Linked DNA regions of Zea mays: region 2 is linked to region 1. A link is a contact called in public Hi-C data. All regions are on one chromosome and are shown on one strand. Each heading gives the region's core, a stretch centred on a gene start, on an enhancer-like site or on the middle of the called end of the contact. The rest is flanking DNA. Distances are from core to core; before and after follow the strand shown.

Region 1 (6,555 bases), core at 1,914-4,413:
ATTTCACATTCCAAACTATACTCTATAAACACTGCAATCTGCAATACAAAACAGTATTTTACATGACCATATATGCACGATCTGCTGGCCATAGCCTAAAAGTTGTTTTCAGCTTCTCTCATATAGTCATATGCATAAGAAGCCTAGTGAAACTGGAAACACTAGTTTTTTTCAACTCTCTCTTGCCATCTTCTCTAAGAAGATGTTTTAGTAAATGTTTTAAAAAAAACAGTTTTAGCTTCACTTGGTCAAAGAACTGCTTAACTAGTGAAGCTCTAAGATATACAAAACAAACCCCCACATACGTGTAGGTAGAGGCAGTTGGATGATCTTCTAGTCTAGTAGAAAAGACTGGACAGTTTGGACGTTCTGTACTTATGTTACTTTCAAGATGAGCTCCTCGGGTTCCTGCTTACATTTTAAATAATCAACAGCCACTCACCTAGACCTAGCTCACGCCGGAAGTGCAGGTGCAACTGTTGCAAGAGCCTCACTGTAGCACCGCCTAGCCTGTGACCACACTCACTTGTCATGTCCCAAAAAAAACATGCATATTAACCACACTGTCAACGAAATCTTACCAGATTAATTAGCCGCATCGAACGGAACTTGTCATGACCTACCTTTTCAAGCAGGATTTGTGCTTCCACATCATCTTGGGCATTAATTAAGCTCTTGTAAATTGGAGAACACAAGCTCCATCTAATCCGGGAGACATTCATTTGGTTGGAGAAGCAGAAGTGCAGAACTGGCGGCATGGCCAATTAGACAAACATTCGTCAGATAACACCAGACCAAAGCAACAGTAAGAAAGATGCTGCCTCTTGCTAATTAAATACTACCTCCGCCAAGACAACAATCGTGCATGTTGCATTGGGACAAAGGTAAGGTCAACTCTTGTTCTTCTGGTACCCCAGCTGAAGCCTGAAGCAAACCTCAGATTTCTTGGGTTCCTGGTTTCTTGTTTTATGGGAAGATTCCACAGCACACATGACACCGGATGCAGGTCTCAAGGAACGCCGTCACCTTGTACAAGCACCGTATTATTAGGGAGAAAAAAGATTAATAATTCATGTGCACATCACACTGATGGCAACTTGAGGCTGATCATGTAGCAGATAACAGGTGGATCATCTTACTAGTATGATATAATAGCCTCTACTTTATTTTGTTTCAGCCTGGATACTACTATCTCCATGCATGCATGTGGAAGGAACTTGCACTAAATTTGCAGTTTACATTAACTGCAGCAGGTGTGGTAAAGAATGTTTAGGGTTTAGAACATTGGTGGTCAATCCTAGAGATGTCATCCACCATTTGGAGGTACTCCCTCTGTAAGAAAAAAAAATATAATACGGTGCCATTTAAAGTGGTTTACGTTTGGCTAAATTTCTAATGAATTGTATTCATATTTATGGCTCTGAATCAACTATGAAAATGTATTTTACAATTAATCTAATACTCTATCTATACTATACTTAAAGCACCAGTTTCAACGGTCGTCGCGCGTCATCTTTTTACAAATAACCCCTCACAGCTATTTTAAATTAATCCGTTGCACGCCTATAAATGGCCAAACGGCGGCCCGGCACGGGCCAGACGCGCGCGGGCCACAACTCTGGCCCAGGCACGTCATGCCGGCCTGCTGACTGTTCCGAGCCAGCCCGTTAGTCCGTCGGCCCATTTGATTAAATTAGCGTAAAAATGTTAAAATATAGTGCAGGAGATGGGATTCAAACTCATGCCCTAATGAAAGAAGGGTAGGAGACACTAGGTAAAGTTATCTAACCAATAGAATATCATGCTCAAATGTTTTTAATATTGAATATAAATTATATATATCTATATACGTTTTTTGTAAAATAAAAATATATAATCGTGTCGAGCCGGACCAGCACTACGGGCCGAGGCTACAGCCCAAGCACGGCACGACGTTCTTGGCTCTTGCAAGCATTAGGTCGTTTCTGAGACCACATTGACGCAATGGACTTCATGGTGTTTGATGTTGCTGAATTGGATGGAGCAACAATAATTTGTCACAATAACAGTAAAATGAAAGGTTATTTATTGGTTTTAAATGTTAGTAATTGCTACAAAGTAGCATAATTTATATGGAGCGCATCCAGTTTTTATTGATGCCTGACTTTAGCAAACACTTCATATTTTGATCTATCTTTTTATAAGTTTGAGTTTATGTGACTTATTTTAGAAACTTGAGCTCACAAACTTTCTCTTATTTGGTCTCTGTATTGTGGAATTATGTCATTTTACAATCTTTGTTTGTTCAGTCAGTCGTTGTGAACTTTCTTCTAATCGCTCACTTCATTGACCGTGTTGTACCAAGACATATTGGATGGAGTAAATAATAACATCGGTTAGCTAAATCAAAAAATATTATATGGAGAGCGGATACGATCAATAAAAAATCTTAAATTTTTTTGTTGATAAGATATATAGGTATTGTTATAAGCCGTCGCAACGCACGGGCAACCGACTAGTCTGTGTTAAAATATTAGTCGTCGTAGCAGTTAAATTTTATTATGTATATGTTCAACCAGATGTCAATAAATCTAGATATATATATAAAACACATATATTAAATATGGTATAAATCTATCAAAATACTAAAATAACTAATATTTAGTAATATTTATTTGGTAATAGCGAAGCTCGTTGGGTCCTTCTCTTCCCCTGGACAGCAGACAGCTGAGCCAGAGCTGCCCTGGCATTCTGGCCCTGCCTTGCCATCCGAGTGAACAAAACCAAAAAATTATTATTTGTCCTCTTGCTGACCACCCCCCCCCCCCCCCCCCCCCCCCCTCCCCCGGTTTTCCTTTTCCTTCTGAACTTAACAATACAGTGGTAGATAAAATAAAATTAGCTCCGACACTTGCTGCAGCAGTTACATGATCACAAAGCCCACCAGTGACACACCCCACTGGAGCCCTCTTGTGCTTTTGCTTTGCGTGCGCAGAGCTCAGCATTCAGCAAGACTCGCTGCAACAGTTCTCGAGCAATGCATTTTTTTTCCTCAGATAACTTTTTTGCTTTAAATTTTTTTCTACCAAGATTTCTCTTTGTGAATTGACAGTGGTGTGCCCCTCCCCTGCCACTTCCTATATATCTGCCCTCTATCGCAACTCCGTTGCTCTGTAGCGGTTACCTCCCTTTCGCTCTACTGCTCTCTCTCTCTCTCTGGACCTTGCCGTTCTCTCCCTCGTCGGCAATCAGCCCGCTTCCTGTGCTCTCTATGCTCCCCTTCCGTTCGTAGCCTCGGCCTTCGTCTCCCTCCATGGACCCGCGCTAAATGCATCGCGAGATTCCAAACCGGTAGCGTTTCTTCCTGCTCCATCCGCCGCAAGATGTAAGCAAGGGCCTCACTTCACACCCGGAGTGGGAGACCATCCAGAATACATCCTCAGATCTTCTTGTGTCTGAGAAAAAAGCGACGCCCTTCAATGGAGGAGAGCTTCGTGCCCTTGCGGGGCATCAAGAACGACCTCCACGGGAGGCTCGCCTGCTACAAGCAGGACTGGGCCGGAGGGTTCCGTGCCGGTATCAGGTAAGGCTAATCTAATCTTTGCTCGCAACAATCTTGCATTGTGCTGTTTAGGATTACAAGTTCGGTATCACCACTATGGCGCCAAAACCTTGAAACTGGCTGCGATGTCCTTCTGTTGCTGTTCTCAAGTTTGTTTGTTCTTGCCTGCCCCCAAGATCTTGAATGAAAAGGAGTGCTTTTTTGGGAGTGTTTCAGGATCCTGGCGCCGACGACCTACATATTCTTCGCGTCCGCGATACCGGTCATATCGTTCGGGGAGCAATTGGAGAGGAACACTGGTAAATAAAACAGGGGGATTCAAAACTTGTACTTGGTGGCGTTAGTTTCAGTCAGTACAGTGGGTGAGCAGAGGAGCTTATTTTGTGAGCAGATGGAGTCCTCACGGCAGTGCAGACGTTGGCATCCACTGCGCTGTGCGGCGTAATCCACTCCATCGTGGGAGGGCAGCCGCTGCTGATCCTGGGAGTCGCCGAACCGACGGTGCTCATGTACACATTCATGTTCAGCTTCGCCAAGGACAGGCCCGACCTCGGGCGGAGTCTGTTCCTGGCCTGGACCGGTTGGTAGGTCATCCTTGCTGTGTGTGCTGGCTGAGAATTCTATTGCAGATTTGGACGTTGTTTCAGCTGATCCTTGCCGTGTGTCATGTACGCGTGCAGGGTTTGCGTGTGGACTGCCATCCTACTCTTCTTGCTGGCCATACTAGGCGCGTGCTCCATCATCAACCGGTTCACCCGCGTCGCTGGCGAGCTGTTTGGGCTTCTGATCGCTATGCTCTTCATGCAGCAGGCTATCAAGGTTGGTGAAAGCTGCAGGGCTTTTCGGTTTCAAGCCATTTGCTGCTTAACCTTATGCTGATGCAGAAACTTTTTTAAGGCAAACTCCAGTTACCTTGCCTCTCCAGATTGCATAGTACTCCAGTCAGTCTGAATGCAACTAACTAGTGGAGAATCGAGTAGGTTGGTCAAAGGCATGTGCAAGTGCTGAAAAGCACATGGAAGCCAATGGAGATGTGAAGGTGTCTCCAGCTTCTGCTTTTGTGCCATTGGTCACTACTGCAACCAAATATTTCAGTGTTCTCGGTTTGGAACAGAAGTAGATAAAATTAAGAATGCTTCTTTATAAAATAAATGGTGTTTTTCTGGAAAAAATGTTCCTTAGAAATATTTTAAAAATGTCATAAATTCATATGTACCAAAGTAATTTGCAAGTTGACTTCTCTGTGGCCATCTGGATGTGTAAGCTCACCAGTCTGTGATGGGCACAGGGACTTATCGATGAGTTCCGCATTCCTGAGAGGGAAGACCGAAAGGCGCTAGAGTTTGTTCCATCATGGCGGTTTGCCAACGGAATGTTTGCAATTGTGTTGTCGTTTGGCCTTTTACTCACTGCCCTGAGGAGCAGGAAGGCACGGTCATGGCGCTATGGAGCAGGTATGCATCTGAAAACTGAACCTGTCCTGCAGATGCTATGAGAACTATATATAACTCTCTCCCTTGATCCTTTGTGTTGCTTATGACTGTGAAAGTGTGAAGCACCTCACTTAGTCCAATACCAAATTTCTGATGATAATACTCTTATACCTAGGTTGGCTGCGTGGCTTCATCGCTGACTATGGTGTTCCACTGATGGTGCTAGTTTGGACTGGAGTGTCTTACATACCATATGGAAATGTACCAAAAGCAATTCCGCGACGCCTTTTCAGTCCTAATCCATGGTCCCCTGGTGCATACGATAACTGGACAGTCATCAAGGTACTCAAACATTCACAGAAGGATTCTAAAATATTGTTTTTATTGATGTGAAACATCGTTGCTTATCGATTATTTTTTTCGACATAAACCAAATGAGCAGGATATGACACAAGTTCCACTCCTCTACATCATTGGTGCCTTCATACCAGCAACAATGATTGCTGTTCTCTACTACTTCGATCATAGCGTTGCATCTCAGCTTGCTCAGCAGAAAGAGTTCAATTTGAGGAAACCTCCATCCTTCCACTATGATTTGCTTCTCTTAGGCTTCCTGGTATGCCCAGATGTGCATAATTCTAATTCTTGAGTACTAAGTTTTGGTGTTTTCTATACATTTCAATAACATCAGTGTTTGAACAATAGACGTTAATGTGTGGCCTTATTGGTATCCCTCCATCAAATGGTGTCATTCCACAATCACCCATGCACACGAAGAGTTTGGCTACTCTCAAGCATCAGGTGAGTTATGGAAGTTTTTAAATAGTACTTCAGAATACCATCTGGATATCTGATTTCTCACTCAAATGGCAAGCATTTCTGTTCAGCTGCTTCGTAACCGGCTAGTAGCCACTGCACGAAAGAGCATGAGCCAGAATGCGAGCTTGAGCCAACTGTATGGCAGCATGCAGGATGCTTATCAGCAGATGCAGACACCACTGGTTTATCAGCAACAGTCTGTCAGAAGAGTATGTGTTCTATTGCCCAAAACTTAGTAGTTCATATCTATTCAGATGATTTGGTTATATGACATTTTTCTACACCTTTTCAAAAAAAAAATACAGGGCTTAAATGAGCTCAAGGACTCAACAGTCCAGCTAGCTTCGAGTATGGGTAACATTGATGCACCAGTTGATGAGACAGTCTTTGACATAGAGAAAGAAATTGATGATCTGCTTCCCATTGAGGTCAAGGAGCAGCGCTTGAGCAACTTGCTACAGGCTTCCATGGTGGGTGGTTGTGTCGCTGCTATGCCACTACTCAAGAAGATCCCTACATCTGTCCTCTGGGGCTATTTTGCCTTCATGGCCATTGAGAGCTTGCCTGGTAACCAGTTTTGGGAAAGGATCTTGCTGCTCTTCACTGCTCCCAGCAGAAGATACAAGTATGTTTAATTTGTCTCAAAATATTACTCTTTGGCACCTCTGCTTCTGTTTTTTTTTTTGGCAAATCCACAAACTGCACAAAAAACATGATCCGATGGATGCAAGGAAGAATATATTATGCTAAATACTGTTAATG
Region 2 (6,950 bases), core at 1,329-3,828, 130 kb after region 1:
AAACGGTCGACGCGGCCCGTTCTAACTCGGCTGTTACCTCTAAAACGCCGACATCACCATCAGTCACTCGGCTGTTACCTCTAAAACGCCGACGTCACAATCAGTCATTCGACCGTTACCTCTAAAACGCCGACGTTGCCGTCAATCACTCGGCTGTTACCTCTAAAACGCCGATATTGCCATTAGTCACTCGGCTGATTACCTCTAAAACACCAATGTCACATCCATCACTCGGCCGCTATCACTAAATCGATAAGGTAGCTCCAAAGGATTCGACCGTTACTTCTAAAACGCCGATATCATCAGCAACCGTTCGGTCGTTATCTCTAAAACGCCGACACGACCCACCGTAACTCGGCCGTCATTCTTAAAGCAACGACGGGATTTCGGATGACTCGGCCGCAACCACCAAAGCGCTATCATTACAAATAAGGCAATCAGAAATGTGATTCGATGATCACAAATACTCCTGTACCTAGGATCTTTGGGCCGATTATTTCAAAATCAACTCAAAGATCGGGGGCTTGTGGGGGACAGATATCCCCCGAGTCCACTGGAAGGATAAAAGACCTCACGAAAGGCCCAAGGACCCAATAAATCGTAAGGTCATCCCTTCGTGGGCCTGGGAAGGAACGACCAGTGAAGCAGATTGACGTAAGGCCGGATCGGTGCGAGCCCAAACGGCCCAATGACTTCGAGCAAGTAAGGACAACAGTGACCTGACCTTCCCGCGCTGGAACCCCGTACAACGGAACCAAGCGAGGATGGGTCGGCGGAACTATAGGAAGATAGACTCAATTGGTTCACTATCATTTAGGCGCATACTGTTATCATATCCGCATGTAATGCCCCACGGTCGAATATATAAGGCCTAGGGGACACCCCTTCAGAACGATCGAACTCACTACTCAGCCATCCACCTCAACTCTCTACGTTTCCCGCACTAGAGAGCTCCCTTGTAACCAATCACATAAAGCATTCTCGCCAGGATGTAGGGTATTACGCATCTCAAAGCGGCCCGAACCTGTAAACCATTGTTTACTATTTCTCGTGCACCCGGCACGAACCATTGAGCTACAGTCGGTAACACCGTCCTACTCCTAAAAAACACCTTGAGGGGCAACCCCGGGTGTGCGGTCGGACCCAAAACACCGACAGCCCTCTAGACTATAAAAAATCTATATTATGCAGCGGGGCATATTAATGCTTCGTAAATAAATGATGATGTGTATTGAAATTAGTTTTTTAAAAAATCTAAGAAGCTAGAAAATATACGTCGGTACAAATTAGCACTTCGCAGGTTGAAAAATAAGAACGACAGTCGTTGAATAACATAAATTCTGATTGCTCGACTATGCATGTCTGGAGGCTAGCGCAGTGATGCCCAGCTCCCTGGAATCCTGGAGGGTTGGATCGGTGAGATGGCGAACGACGATCGTGTGGAGGGTGTGGTCTCATAGACGCTCAGGGACATGAGCGTGACGACTGAGCAGTGGGCAACGCGTGCCACGTTGTCCGTGTGCGCCGGGCATCCATGTGCCCAGCCCTCCCGCCCTGTTGGCTACATATACTATTTTACTACTAGCATATAATCCGTGTTAACGCTACGTTCCTGTAAAGAGGAGAGGGGTGAACGATGACGGTGGTGACGCGAGGGGAGGGATTGATGGCGGTGGGGATGCGAGGAGGGGAGGGCTAAAGGATGATCAAATAATATTGTTCATTTGATTTGAGTGAGCAAAATATATGATGTTATTCAACGATCTGAACCGTTAATTTTGATGTTATGTTAAATATAGGTGCAATTTGTTTGATGGATTTCGTAAATATTATATGTGTGTGGATTATTTGGTTGGATGTGTTTTGTAAAGTGTAAACTGGTGTATTATATGGTGTTATAGATACTAAATATTGGACCCCTAATAGTTTTGGGCCCCCGGCCGTCGCCTCCCTCGCATAGGCTCAGGGCCGGCCCTGGACATACGAATAAGAGGTGTTGAAACAAATGAAAGAAAGAAGTAATGCATAGATAGGATTCACACATATGGACAAAGACAACAAAGTTTTAGAACGCGTTTCACAACTACATTTAAACAAGGTCTACTTTATTATATATAGATGTCGTCGCAACATACAAACACCTAGCTATAAAAAGGAAAAAGGATGAACGAGGATTTGTGCCATTACTATTTAGTTGTCAACGATATATCGTGTAAAATAAAAAGCTATACTGTAAGTTAAACTATTTTTAAAGTAAAGTTTAAATATAGAATAAAATAAAGGGAAATTTGGATCCATACCATTAAAAGATCACTACTTTGGATCCATACCATTACTATCTCACTTACATGTGGGTCCACATGAGTCAATGACATGTGGGGTCCATGGTATATATCTAAAGTTTGGATCTTTTAATGGTATAGATTCAATTGTTCCTAAAATAAAAGATAAGATAGTTGCTCAAAACGGTATTGGTAGCAAACTTGCAACGCAAGGAGTATTAAACTATCGCCTCTTTGATATCCTTGGGTCGCACGGAACGTCCAAATCATGGGGTTCGACGTGGCCAGCCAAATTCATTCACCCCCAAGCCGGACACCGGATCCTATGCTCCCTGAAGCCACACCATTTACAGATCTCCTCCGCTCCTGTTCCGCCACGTGGTTTCCTTTGACATCTGTGCCACGAGAGCACGGGCTTCCGTCCCCACGTCCACTCCCGCCACGCCACGCGTCCGTCCTCCCAGATCCTTCATTATCGCTCTCACGAGCGCCTCCCCAACCTTCCCTCTTCCCCTCCCCGCGTCGCCTCGTCATTCCGCCTCCAACTCTGACGAGCGGCCCCACCTGTCATTGTCTCCCCCGCCGCTCGCCGGACCGGCAGGGCGACGAGGACCCGTTTCCCCCTTCCTGCTCCGGCACCCCCATCGCGTCCTACGCTGCTGATCGAGCGAACCCCATCCCCCCTGATCGCTCCGTCCGTTCGACCGCCTAGGGTTTCGGCGTTCCCCTGCCTCCCCGCGCCTCCTTGGAGGCGGTCCCAGATACCTCGATCTCGCTCCGCAGTTGGTTCCGCTCGATTCAACACCGGGGAATTAGAGAGGTGGTTTCCGCGGGGGAGCTGCTTTGCGGGGAAGTGGGACCATGGCCTCGAGCCTGGTTACCACGGACAGGAGGTTCGTGATCTCCATCCCACGCTCCCAAACGATACAATTATTTTCCTATCTTTTCATTCGCAATTCTGGTCTGATCGTGTAGTGCATGTGCATTGATACGTGTGGCTTTTTTCTTAAAGAAATAGAAAAAGTATTTGTTTGGTGTGGGGGAGTGGGGGTGTCGGAGAGGTATAGATGCTAGCTTTTGGATGTTTGGGTTTGATACTGAGCTGCTGGCCAATCGGCTCAATAGAGCTACAGAGCTCAGCTGGTGTGGCACTTGTGTCATCATGTGAGGACCAAAGTGTTTTATTTGTGAGAATTATATGAAGGTTTTGTTGGTTTGGACATTGGATGTGTCCAGTAATCCAACTTGCGTGGACAACACCAGAGACTGTTAAATGATGCAGTGATTTATGATCTGTGCTGTGAGCTCGTCCTGGAAATTCTGGATTTCTGCTTACGATCTTGTGCAGATGGTCCTCCTCTCTTGATAGTTTGCTTACGTTTTTTTTCATATTTAAGTCACCCCTTCTGTTTTTTTGCTTAATTTTTCTGTGTCATCTATTTGTGATTTTATGGTGTGGTTAGTAAAAAGCTTGGATGCTCTATGCCTCTATTTGTACTAACCTCTGATCACAACTATAAGTTCTTCTAGGTTTGTCTTTGTCATGTCAAACTTTATTCTTATCTTTACCATCGGTTTAAATTTTTCAACAGAAGATTGAAACTAGCAGATTCATTGTGAAAACTACTTTAGAATATATAACTCTTCTCATTAGGATAATTATATATATATATATATATTAATATATTACCAGTAAAAATTGAAAAAAGGCTGTCTTACGACAGTCCTAAATGGACTTACATTTGTGATAAGAGGAAATAATATTTAAGTTGAGAATCCCAAATTTAATGTTTGTATAATAACATTGCTATTAATAGCACTTGCATTAAACATGAGGCCCTAAGGCCAATATATATACACCGACCCATGAAGGTAAATATGCACTAAATCCCTTAAACAATGGAAAAATACATGAAAACATAAATACACATCTAACATCCCCTCAAACTCAAGGTGGATCAATCACATTGAGTTTAGAGAGAGAATTGATGCTGATCTCTGGTCTATGCCTTGGTGAAGAAATCAGCCAACTGAAACTCAAGACACATATCAAAGACCAATGGCATCATCCTATGCTCATGTATAATAAGCATCAACACCAATATACTGAGTAAGCCCATGCTTCACCAGATCATGAGTAATATTAATAGCACTTGTACTGTCAGACAAAAGAGGAGTCGATATAGACACAGAAACACCAAAATCAACAAGCAACCACCATAGCCAAGTCACCTCTGCCATCGCAAGAGACATAACACGCAACTCAGCTTCTACGCTCGAATGGGAAACTGCTAGCTGCTGCTTAGTCTTCCACGCAATGAGGGAACCACCAAGAAAAACACAATAAGAAGAAAGTGCTCGACGATCCGAGGAATCACTAGCCCAAGTCGTATCACAATAGGCATGAAGCTGCAAGGAGCTAGAGCAAGGAAATAACGAACGACGAGAGATAGTTTCACGAAGATAACGTAGAACACGAAGATGATTGTATTGACTATTGAAGCTGAGCGGGGGCATAGACAAACCGACTCATGACTTAGAATATACACAGAGTACGAGATATCAAAACGAGTAACATCAAGGCATGGCTACCAACAATATGACGATAGCGAGTATGATCTGAAAGAGGCTCACTATCAGTGGCAAGTGGCATGAAGACAAACGTTGAGCTCCATGGGAGTTTCAACAGTGCGGTGATCAATAACGAAGCTTGATCAAGAAGCCCCTGAATGTATTTCTCCTGAGAGAGATAGAAGCCCTTTGGAGTAGAGGAAACCCCAATCCCAAGAAAATACCGAAGATGACCAAGATCAGACATACGAAACTGCTCACTAAGACACACCTTGACAAAGGCAATGCATTGAGAATCATCCCCTATAATAATCATGTCGTCAACATAAAGAAGAGTCCTACCTAGGGGTGGTAATGGATCACGATCCTAATATTTCTTCACAATTTGTTTGAGCCCTTAAATAATAATAGTTAAAAAATGAATAGAAATAGAGCCTGATCCTTATCCGATCCTTAAATTTTATAGTGTAAAATTTAGTGCCCATTACCACCACTAGTCCTACCATGAGATGATGCGTGCACAAACAAAGCATGGTCATGAGTACTGGCAGAAAAACCAACAGGAGTGATCACAGAAGCAAAACGTTGAAAAAGCCTGAGGAGCTTGCTTGAGACCATAAGGGTTGATTTGGTGACCAGGGGATCCTGGGAGGATTGGAGGGGATTGAGGGGGAAATAAACTAATTTCCCCCTCAATCCCCTCTAATCCTCCCGGGATCCCGGGTCACCAAATCAACCCTAAAGGGAATGACAAAGCCAACAAACCATCGCCCACAGGAATAGAATACCCAGGTGGTGGCTACATGTAAACCTTCTCACGCAACTCACCATTAAGAAAGACATTTTTGACATCAACATGATCGATATACCACTCATGAACAGAAGCCACTACAAGAAGGGTGTGAAGTTGTGAACAGTAATCATGTGAGCAATAGAGCAAAAGTCTCATCATAATCACGACCATGTTCTCGCTGGAAGCCATGAGCAACAAGACGAGCTTTGTAACGCTCAAGAGAACCATCGGAGCAAGTCTTAACCTTATAAACCCACTTATATGTGGTAGGCCAAACATGAGGGTGATGAGGAACAATCTCCTAAGTGCCAGTACTCTCAAGAGCAGCAATCTCCTCAGACATCGCAAGTTGTCATTCAGGACGAATAACAGCATCACGATAGGAAGTCGGCTCAGAAAGAACAGATCTAGCAAAACCCTGCCATGTAAACAGGGCCAAAACCATAGCGATCTACAGGCTGACGAGTACGAAGACTATGACGAGTAATCAGCTTCGGAGAGTTATCACCAAAATATGGCCCAACCGAAGAAGATGAATCAGTAGGGGAGACTGAAACTAGAGAAGCAGACACACCAGAGGAAGGCGATGGAGTAGTCAAAGAACGATGTTGTGTATAGACCTGTGTCACAGGAGGCTTGATAGTGTAGTCGGGACTCGGGAACTAGAACAGAAGTCTCTGAAGAAGACAAAGACGTGGACATAGAAGGAGGCGCAACATACGAGGGCACATGAGGAGGAGGAGACACAACTGGAGGTGGTAGGCGGGAGAGTGGCACACTTGCTATAGCAGAATCAGGGATAGACATGAAAGACAGAGGATCAACCAAAGATGCAAAGGAAGCTTTAGAAGAAGGACGAGGGTAGAAAGGACGAGTCTCAGTTAAGACAACATCTCGGAAATTCCACATCCGATGAGCAACTAGATTCCAGCAACGATAACCCTTATGCTCAGTATTGTACCCAAGGAAGATGCACTCAACAGACTGCGCTGTCAGCCTAGAGCGCTTGTGATCTGCAAGAAGCACATAACACACATTGCCAAAAAGATAAAGGCTGGAGTAATCAAGCATCTTGCTAAAGGCGCTTAAAAGGAATGCCACCCTAAAGAGCGAAGGCTGAATGTTAGTCAAATAAGTGGCAGTAGAGACAGCCTAGAGACAACTTCAGCCCAGAGTGAGGGCGAACAGAAGAAGCATGAGAGCGCAAGCAGTCTCAAGAAGATGATGATGCTTGCACTTAGCAACACTGTTCTGAGCATGAGTACCAGGACAAGAAAGCTGAGCAAGCGTACCTTGCGCAGCAA

Evidence for each region. A called contact is a pair of places that touch in the nucleus more often than the background predicts.
Region 2: a Hi-C map of leaf shows a contact between it and region 1, with 6 times the contacts expected there. The contact joins the promoter of LOC103650547 here to the promoter of LOC100381433 in region 1. A contact is called at or near these places in 13 of 25 Hi-C or Micro-C datasets (bundle sheath, ear, endosperm and 4 more).

Annotation. Positions count from the first base shown.
Region 1 is chr3:129,610,417-129,616,971 of Zm-B73-REFERENCE-NAM-5.0, forward strand. LOC100381433 (Boron transporter 1) reads left to right here and starts at 3,164. Exons shown (of 12, transcript NM_001174274.1): 1 at 3,164-3,562; 2 at 3,758-3,840; 3 at 3,933-4,125; 4 at 4,222-4,360; 5 at 4,830-4,995; 6 at 5,150-5,316; 7 at 5,417-5,590; 8 at 5,680-5,775; 9 at 5,862-6,002; 10 at 6,099-6,418. The coding sequence starts at 3,459.
Region 2 is chr3:129,741,057-129,748,006 of Zm-B73-REFERENCE-NAM-5.0, forward strand. LOC103650547 (protein MODIFIER OF SNC1 1) reads left to right here and starts at 2,579. Exons shown (of 9, transcript XM_008676125.4): 1 at 2,579-3,175. The coding sequence starts at 3,144.